Linked DNA regions of Culex quinquefasciatus: region 2 is linked to region 1. The links are chromatin contacts, called in public Hi-C maps. All regions are on one chromosome and are shown on one strand. The core of a region is the stretch at or near the end of the contact, and the rest is flanking DNA. Distances in the headings are between cores, read along the strand shown.

Evidence for each region. A called contact is a pair of places that touch in the nucleus more often than the background predicts.
Region 2: a contact with region 1 is called in a Hi-C map of whole body, with 4 times the contacts expected there. The contact joins the promoter of LOC6041369 here to the promoter of LOC6041357 in region 1. A contact is called at or near these places in 2 of 2 Hi-C or Micro-C datasets (both in whole body).

The regions. Positions count from the first base shown.
Region 1 is chr1:45,574,870-45,579,956 of VPISU_Cqui_1.0_pri_paternal, forward strand. LOC6041357 (calcium-activated chloride channel regulator 1) reads right to left here and starts at 2,414. Exons shown (of 3, transcript XM_001850579.2): 1 at 1,108-2,414. The coding sequence starts at 1,302.
Region 2 is chr1:45,933,624-45,938,710 of VPISU_Cqui_1.0_pri_paternal, forward strand. It overlaps LOC6041369 (calcium-activated chloride channel regulator 2), which reads right to left and starts at 2,762. Exons shown (of 3, transcript XM_038266900.1): 1 at 1,789-2,762. The coding sequence starts at 1,974.

The sequences.
Region 1 (5,087 bases), core at 1,164-3,663:
AATTGAGACGTGAAAATTAAAAAAAAAATGTTATTATATTCTAAACACATTATTACAGTTTAGGTTTGTCAGAATATCATCCAAAAATATCAAGATTTCATAATCATATTCTTTTTATTTTCATCATCGGTGTTTTAAAGATTGAAAAGAGCTTAAATAACTGAGAACAAAAAAAATAATAATTTAAAATATATACAATGAAATTGCAATGTTTTTGAAACAAATCAATATTGATACACCTAATTTTCTGAAAGACAACAATTTAAATCGGTTGTAACTTCTTTTAAATTGGGGCATGCTTTGACTTTCTTATATCATGTATTTATTTTTTGAATTAGGATTTCTTTAACTTTAGAAAACCTTAATACAATTACAGTCCAGACTCGATTATCCGACGTAAAAAAATCACTTCGAATAATCGTATCAGCACTTAACAAAATTTTATCTTATTTTTGATTGTTGAGCAAAAGAATGACTTCTTAACTACTGTAATGTGATTTAGAATTTTGATTATTTTTTGTTTAATGGTACCAAATATAAAAAAAATTAATCAAAATGTTAATGAAGGATGCTGTTTTGTAAATGAGATGGTAGATTTTATTTCCAAAAATAACAAATAAAAAAAAATACGCAAATGACTTTTAGACATCTTTGATTTTAAAAGAATAGCCATATTATAAAAATACTGCTATTAGAATAATCTATGGAACAATCTGTGCCAAGAATATCATATTAAACTACTGTATAATTTGCATTCGTTTGCTTTACATCCAAATCCAGCGTTGAAATTACCATATTAATCATTGCATAAACATGATTTATACTGGAAATCCCTTTTAATTGCACCGTGGCCCCAAAAGATTTTGTCCAAACCAAGTCCAAACAATAAAGTCGATAGCCAAACAGCACCAAGTACGACCAGTATTCGGAAAGAATAGAGTTTTCGTGCCAACGCAACATGAACGAGCGCTCGACATCTGAGGAATTTTCGAGCATTTTCGTTTCACACTGGGATTATCGCCAAAGGTTTGATTTATTTCAACCCAAAGCCCTCCCTCACTATGGTTTCAAAGAAGAAAAACCTAGGCTTCGCTCGTTCTTACTAACCTCCAGATTGTGCAAGATCGATTGGCAGTTCTCCACGGGCACATTGTCCCGTATTTCGATGACTACGTTCCGGTAGGCCGACTTGTCGATGTACACCGACGAGGACGAGGACGATCCTGGCATCAGGCCTAGAACTGTCACTAACAGCAGCAGCCAGCAGCTGAGTGCTGGCAAGATGTGGCCCCTTCGAGTCATGTTCTTCCCGGTGGATTCTGTTACACTCACGAATTTCGTGTCACTCTACACGTCGCACGCTAAAACTACATACAATGCACTACTTTCGTGTCAGATTCTTTTCGGTTTCATCAAAGCAAACGCTGTGTCGTTGTAACAGACTGTGGGCAAAATCGATAATCCTCCGACAAAGTTGGCCAGGTTTTGTTTGAAGAAAGTCACCATGGAAACCTGACGAAACCTCACCACGGAACGAACGGGGTCCGTTTTTGCGTTGAATCCATCGAGGGTTTGTTTTGATTTGTTATTCTTCGCTCTTCGGTGTGCTACAAACAACACTTGGATGGTGGAAATCACAACAACACGCTGTTGTAGAGTTGGGCACTATTCGGTGGCCGACCGTGCTTAATCGGCGTAATAATCCGCCAAAAATTGATGATTTTACACATTCGGCGCTGGTTTGTAGTGAATTTCGCGCACACGCGCCACTTTTAGGGCCCGCTACGAACCGCGTACTTCACGCTCCAGTGGGCGCTTCCGGGCCAGAATAATTGGATCTATATTCATGTACCGTACCCGCGGGCTTTAACGTGGCTTGACACTTTCGTTTCACTCTACTTTGCGCCGTATTCGCGACGTTTTTTTTAACCGGTGTTTCACCTGTGGCCAGGTGGAACCACGCTGGATGTTTATGTTTTTACTTTGCTTATCAGTTATTACCACTATAGGTACGTTCCGGTTTTTCCCCAGTGTTATCACAAGTAATTTCCTCAGTAACTTCAGCGAAGCAACGAACCTCTCCGCACTTCACTCATCTGTCAGAGCCGAACTAAAGCTCCCCATTTAGAACCGTTTCACACCAGTGATGCCCCCACGGATCCACTCCCCGGTGGACCACAAACCCGGTTCTATTCTTCCTCGTAACGGTCTGGTGGACACACAACGCACACTGTTCCACCCAAACAATTCTTCTCCGATTTTACAATGCTGCTGCTGGCCTTTTTTTTTTGTTTTGCCGGCGAATTCGTTACGTGCACGCGCGGCGGAATGAATCGCGCGAAACAAACGAGCGCAAAATCCCCAGCGAAACGCGCAATACACGTGCACTTGCGACGGACGTCAACAGCGAACTAAACGCGCGCCGAACGAAGCAGCCCGCAGTAGGCGAGTAGTAAAAAACATTTAACCCACCCTTCGCGGATCCACCCGCTTCACCCGTCAAATGTTCATTCATTCACTGAAGAAGAACAGAGGCTTTAGGAAACGTGCGCACGATCGCGAATGAACTTGTGGGTGAAAACGAAGAACCGGCGAAGAACGACGCGTTTGTGCAACATTGGAACATGAATGAACGGCGCATGGAGCGGGTTCATGCGGTGTTCGGGTTTGCTTCGGGTAAACGCGGTAAATCTATGAAAAGTTCACTGTATGGTTCATGAGTAAAATGAAATGATGAACATGTAGCAAGGTAATGTTGCACTGCGGTAAGATGTTGCATTGTGATGAATCGACTGTAGCTTCTTGTTGGACCATTGAAATGAATTTGATCGTGACAAAACGAAGAAGACAACTTCAGCTAGGAATGCCACCGAATCTGCTGACCCATCAAATTGACGCCGAGCTTCTCAATGACTATGAGTTTTGCGTGACTTGCATCGGACGTGATCAAACTGTGCAATTCGGTGACAATCGCTATATCGCTCTTAATTCGACTCTACACAACAGGTTAAATCGTTTAACTCGTCGCGTCTTTACGATGGGAATGAGAATACCAGCTACCAACTACATCTGTTCAATGGAATCAATGGCGCATTAACTGAGATAGTTTATTTTATCGCGCAAAAGTTCGTTTTTACCAAAATCAGATCTTTATTGCGAGTTAGAACGAACGCGATTGGAATAGATTAAGCGCGATGGTTTTTAACGGGGGTGAGATGTTTTGGGAAAGAAAGACGCGCGTTTTCACACGAGAGATGTAAATGGGATTTTGAATATCATACTTAGCGAGAAATCACTGATGCCTTTTCAATGCTGAGCAATTCTTCTTTTTTTTTAATTTGCTGATACACTGTGGAATGCTCCCTTAAAACCGAATTATTGGTCCGTAAAACTCTCCATTAGGGTGACAATCAAAAAATCGACATCTGGGATACCCTTTGACTCGATTCCTTGGGCAAAATAAGTATCTGTCCAATTTTGAGCCAAATCAGTAGAGGGTTAAGGGTCGCTTTCTATCGTTGAAGTTTATATGGGAGCAATTCTCTACCAAAACCGGAAATGGATTTTATTTGTATTTTTTGATTTGGCTCAAACTTTGTGGGGGCCTTCCCTATGACCAAATAAACTATTTTGTATGATTGGTTCATCCATACAATACAGTTTTGGCTGCTGTCCATACAAAAATGGTATGTAAATATTCAAACAGCTGTAACTTTTGAGTGAATTTTCTGATCAATTCGGTGTCTTGGGCAAAGTTGTGGGTATGGTTGAGGACTTTTGAGAAAAAAATAGGTACACGAAAAAAAAATTGCAGATGTTTTTATCAACTTTTTTTTCACTAAAACTCAATTTCCCAAAATGCGTATTTTTTGATTTTCGAGATTTTTTTATATGTTTTAGGGGACAACAATCCACAACTTTTGAGCCATAGAGAAACATGGTCAAAAAATCTGCCGCCTAGTTATGAATTTTTAAAAAAATAGTTATTTTTGTAAAAAATCGAAGTTTCATGCAAAAACAAGTTTGACATTCGGGTTGTGGCGCTATAACCACGGCAAATAGTGTCCAGGGCATTCGTGGAAATACAATGTCCCATCCCAGAGGGTCCCGGAGTACCAAACCTTCTTAGCATGGTGCTCCCAACGAATACAACCAAATCTCGGAGCGTATGGTGGTGTGTCCCCACGCTTCTTCCTCCCTGTCGATTCAGAATTGTGTTGTTGTTCGAACACTCAGTGCTCAAACTCAACCCAATTACGAGTCATCTCTGCGATACGGCTTTACGCAGTAGGCCTGGCCGCTTTAACGCTTGTGATGTCTCAATGCATTTCAATGCAATGGCGCACTGCAAATGTTAATAAATGACAAGAAGAGTGCTAGGCGTCATCTAACCTAAGGCACTCTCCAGGATCCCTTCGAAAGATTGGCTGCGCTAGGGTCTGATTAGATTAGATTAGATTAGATTAAAAAAATAGTGACCATAAGTGACCATTTCTGAAAATATTTTTTTAGAAGTTTAGAAAATTTGCTATAAAATTGTCTAAGAGACATTGAAGATTGGACCTCGGGTTGCTGAGATAGAGCCGCTTTAAGAAAAAGAAACACGAAAATTGAAGTTTTCTAATCTCACCAAAACAACCCACCATTTTCTAATGACCATATCTCAGCAAATAATGGTCCGATTGTCAATTTTAATACATGAATAATTCGTGAAATTTTCCTATCATTTCGAAAAAAGTATTTTGAATTTGTTTAAATCACGACTAGCATTTTAAATGGGCGTAATATTCAATGTTTGGCCCTTTTTCAGGATATATTGCAAAGCATCCAATTTGGTCAATTATTCTACCATAAGTTATAAGATTTTTAAGATAAAAGTTAGGGGTTCACCCGAGCGTTTGAGTGTTAAAAAATGAATGGAGTCTTATCGCCCCTCCGGATTTGGGTTCGTGATCAGGGACCAAAATTACCCTTTAGGACAAAGTCGAGGAGGGGTCGGACTTTGCCTTATTTTGTTTGAAAGCATAACAAAAATCAATTTTTTTTTTAAATCAATAGATATGATACCCGATGTCTGACACAATGGC
Region 2 (5,087 bases), core at 1,512-4,011, 360 kb after region 1:
TAGCCTACACTCTTGTCAGCACCAAAAGGCAACCAGAGATTCCTAGAAAGAAGGTCCCAGCAGCGCTACTGGCGATTAGGCACATTGAACTCTACATTGCTAATCGTGGCCAAGTACGAAGGTTTTATTTGCATTTTATTTTTTTATTTTTTTTCGTGAATAGTCAGTTGGAAATCTTCCACGAAAAAGACTGATTTTGACACAATTAACTATTGTTTTGAATTTATCAAAATGTGATAACTAAGACTTATTCGAGCCATTTTATTATACCGAACCTGCGATTACAGCATATCAAAATCGTTATGAACTTCAATAAAATTTAATCAGAGGTGGAATTGTCTCAATAGTTTATCGACACTTCAGTAAATATCACTCAAAATAAAAAAAAACAGTTTTTTTTTATTAACAAAAAAAAAGTTGAATAAACTAGTGTAATTGATTGTTAACTCTATCAAACATTGTAGAACGATTATTTTGCATATCTTTTCTTTTCAAAATAAATTAAGCTGTTTGACCTAGAAACCATAAATATTTGTGCGAAGTTGACTTTATAGCTGTCGGCCACTATTGCTAGTACCAACCACTAGTGTCTTCCTTTTATCTACAAGGACTTCGCCGCCCTGGGCTCCTAAGTGTATGAGAGTATGGCACAGAGCGATAGCGCCAAATACCCATATTAACACAAAAATTTTAGAGCGCCCGCCGCAGGATTCCGGCAACCTCTGAATTGTGAGTCCAGTGCGCGGTCCGATTGATCCACACGGGCGGTACATATTTTGAAAATGAACTGAAATGTAAATGCATTATTTCAATTGTTTAAAGAACATCAATGCAATAAATAATTCAACTTTGATGTTGTTAAAGTAATCCGAAATTCCGAAATAAAACTTTTTGAGTAGCAATCATCATTAAATCCAACTGTTTGAAAATTAATTAAGATTCCATTGGGCCAGATTGAGTAACCATCACGTATTAATAATTTAAAATAGAAATCTTCTTTGTTAGCAATTTTGAAAGTACAATTTCCAGTACTGCCCCTGTTTGCATGAAAGACCCATATGCATTTTCATCAATTTTGTGTGAATGATGCAGTTTGGTTCAAAATCGTGTGCACTTTCAAAAAACCAAACATTTCCAGTACTTTGTTCTAGAAATCTGGAGAAAATCCAGTTTTTTCGTGGAAATATAACAATATAGTCTTATGTATGGGACAAACTTGGCTAGCATTTTTCTCAGCTTGCTGTTTTTGCATATGGGACATTTATGTAAACATGCGCAGAGTAGCGTTCTGACGATATCACAAGCAACATAACGTTCAAACTGAAACTGATGCTTCACTGCAAAAAATAAAACAAATTCAAGCATCCAAAAATACACCACCCCTACACTGCAAATCCCAGCAAATTGACAACCGCTGCGCTGTGATGCCCAAAACCTGCCAAATTAATCAATCTCCCATCAGAAACAATTACCCATCTCAAACATCGAAAATCCCCACGCTGACAGTGCTGCTGTCCGCCATGTCAACCCAAAACAAAAAGAGCTCATTGTGCTTTTTCCGACAATATGTCCCACCACCACAGTGCGCTATCTGCGCTGTGCAAGCGCTCTCAATTAGCATTAAAAAAGCGTGGAAATCAAAGTGACTTTCCCCCTGCAACCGCGCAACCCCCGGAAGCTTCGCAATGTTATGCACGCTGTCGTGCTCATCACATAAGACCGAGAGCCTCAGCATAACTCACTCATTGCCATGCGGTATCTGTGTGTTATGAAAGAGCTCGTACATACCTCCACATTGTGCAGAATCGTTTGGCAGTTCTCCACCGGCACGTTATCCCTTATCTCGATGACGACATTTTTGTACGCGGATTTTTCCACATAAACTGAGCTGGCCGAGGCCAGACTGGCGGCGGAAGCCTCCGGCCGGCTGTTGTAGGCCACCAGCAGCAGGGCCACAAACGTAGGAAGTAGCATTTTGCCGAATGCTAATCGCGTAGCTTTTATGCTCACTTTTATGCTAACACAAGTGGTTCCGTTCGAATGTCAACGTTTTTGTTTTCAATTTTCCCGAAAATATAAAAAAAAAAATCCAAGCACTATCACACGTGTGTTACTGAATCCCACGGTTTTCTGTGTTCAATTCCGAGCGAAAATCCACCGGCTTACGAGCTTCACTGCTGCAGGTACTATCGCGTAGACACTCATCATCCCGACGACCGCAGTGGAGCGCCTCTGGTTCGAGGAGTTGTTGATGTTCTTGCCACCCTCCCCCTTGCTCTCACTCGGGTTGAAAACAATCCCCCGCGCACACAAACAGCCCACTCGACGAGGGATCTCCGGTGTTATTTTTAGGCTTCTCACTTGTGCCACAGCTGTGCCAGGCCAGGTCTCGTGGTCTACCGCTGACCCAAAACCCAAAATCAAATAATACACCCCAAAAGCCGAACCACACCGACCGCGGTAAGGTACACTCGAACAATTCCTGTGAACGAGTTGCGTACGCAACGTATCGTATCTGTTCAAATTCCTCCCAGCACACACAAAAATGTGTTACACTTCAAGAAGCTGGAGCAGCAGCTGGAGATTCTACTGCAGCGGCAGCACGTGAAAAGCACCACGCGACCACAAATTCTGCGCCACGCCACACTTGTCTTCTCCTCCCGCAGAGAAAGATCTTCTCTCACTAATCTAACTGCCCACCGCGGTAACGTGGTGTCGAACAGAGTATCGAGGGAACGTCCAAACGCAACGAACGTCAACTGCGGACTAAACCGAGCCAGCATAAGCATCTTCTTCCTTCACCCGCGACGCTTGTGGGTTATGCAAGGTTTACGGATCGGGTGTGGAAAGCAGAACATGGGAAAAACGGTTCATCGCCGAAGTTCACCCGAAGTTGCTGCGATGCCGGCCGATGAATCGGTTTGTTTTGATTATGCTTTCGAAGCAGTGAAGGTCGCCGTCACATGCGGTGTGTGTGTAGGATGAAGGGATGACTAACAACGGCGTGGTAGGATTCACTGGGCTTGGAATGACCTCCGGTATGTTGCACATTGGGTGTAGCTAAGGACAATCGTATGTAGCGTTCGGGATGAAGTTATGCTGCGCGACATGGAACAGGGGGAATGAAGTTATGCTAAGCAGGCAACATGAATTCTAACTGGAATTGTATGTTCTTCAAACAATACAATGAATGCAATGGGATTTCATAATCTCACTTCTATATCTCTCATAATCATAAACTTACTTCTATATAATGTCAAAACAATTCATACAAGAATGATTTACACCTCTCGAAAAACAGAAATAACCTAAATATTCTTGAGCAGTTCTTAACGAAATAGATCGATTTCTTGATTTTTTTCTTCATATTTTGTAGGGATCGTCCCTGTGACCAACATGAAATTTTGTGTCTTTGGCTTACCCAAACAAGGATTCGTACAAAAATGGAACGTAATGATTTGAAATGCAACGTAAAAACAGTCCAAACTCAATTATCCACAGCCTCGATTATCCGAAATTTAGATTATCCAAAGTTCAACTATCTGATGGTATAAATGGAACTTCGGATAATCGGATCATGAACACACCATTTTTTCGATTTTTTTATTTTCTTATTTTTAACATCAAATTCGAGTAATGCGACCCTAATTTTGTCAAATTTAAATGGTTGATTGGCGTTTCATTGCAAGATGCATTTTTTCAATATTTCATCATCGCCATCTTGGATAAAAATTTCTAAATCACTTTAGAGTATTTTAATGCAAACTTATACTCGACAAACGAAAATAAGACAAAACAAAGTTTTTTTTATGTTTCGATCATTTATCCGAAGTGAGATTTTGCCAAGGCTATTGAATAATTCAGTCTGGACTGTATTCGAAAATCTGTATCACTTGGCAAAACAAATCTGATCGATTTCATGTTTTCGGCAAAGTTTTTGGTATTTCGTCCCAAAACCTGTGTGTTTTTTTATTTTAAATGTTATAACCCTTTCGAGCCTGAATTTTCAAAAAAAAAATTTTTAGTTAGTGATGTGAAATGATACGAAAATTATAGGCTACTTTTGGAAATTTCAATTTTTGAGCCATATATGGTCAATTAAGCCTGAAAGAGCTAATTAACAAAAACCCACAAATTTTTAGCTGTAAACAAAACGTTTGTAAATTCAGCTGTTATGCATAACGCCGATTAATGTTAAGAAAATGTTTTTTACTGAACCCTTTTCTGACTATCGTTTTAATGTAGAAACAAATTTGCAATCGAAAAGAAGTTTTGATAAAGTGCTTTTATACTAACCTCGGCAACCACAGGAAAATTTCATCGACAAATTTCCAGGAAATTTTCTGAACTCCTCGAAAAAAAAAATCAGAGGTGGAAATACTATTTTAAATATCGAATCACTCAAATTGTTTAGATAAAATCAGACTTTTTGTAGCTATGTCTTGAAAATTAAGCATTTTATAATAATTTCTGTAATGTAATGCAATCGAAAAGGCAAATTTGCTTTAACTTAAGAAACTGACGTTAAAAAAATACAGAGAGATTTACATCCATTCAAAAAAATAATGAGCAATTCCAGCTCAAATCAGGAATTTTTCCAATACTTTTGTACCCGACCCTCTCCGATTTCAATGAAACTTTGTAGACATGTTATCCTAGGCCTATATAAGCCATTTTTGTGTATATGGAGCCAATAGTACTCGAAAATAATATTTGAGAAGAGCGTAACTTCCCAAAGTTTGAGAACGATTAGTTTTGACATTACGCAAAGCAATTCAAATTTCATACAGTTTTTTTCATTATAAGAGCAATTCCAGCTCAAATCAGGATTTTTTCTGGTATTTTTGTACCCGACCCTCTCCGATTTCAGTGAAACTTTGCAGACATGTTATCCTAGGCCTATATAAGCAATTTTTGTGTATATGAAGCCAATAGTACTCGAAAATAACATTTAAGAAGGGCGTAAGGTATTTAAATATTTTGGTATTTTGCAATTTAAAATTACTGTATCTCGAAGCCGTTGCATCGTATCAAAAAGTGGTTAAAATAAAAATACACGCCACCCCTATTATTAATTGCTCGATAAG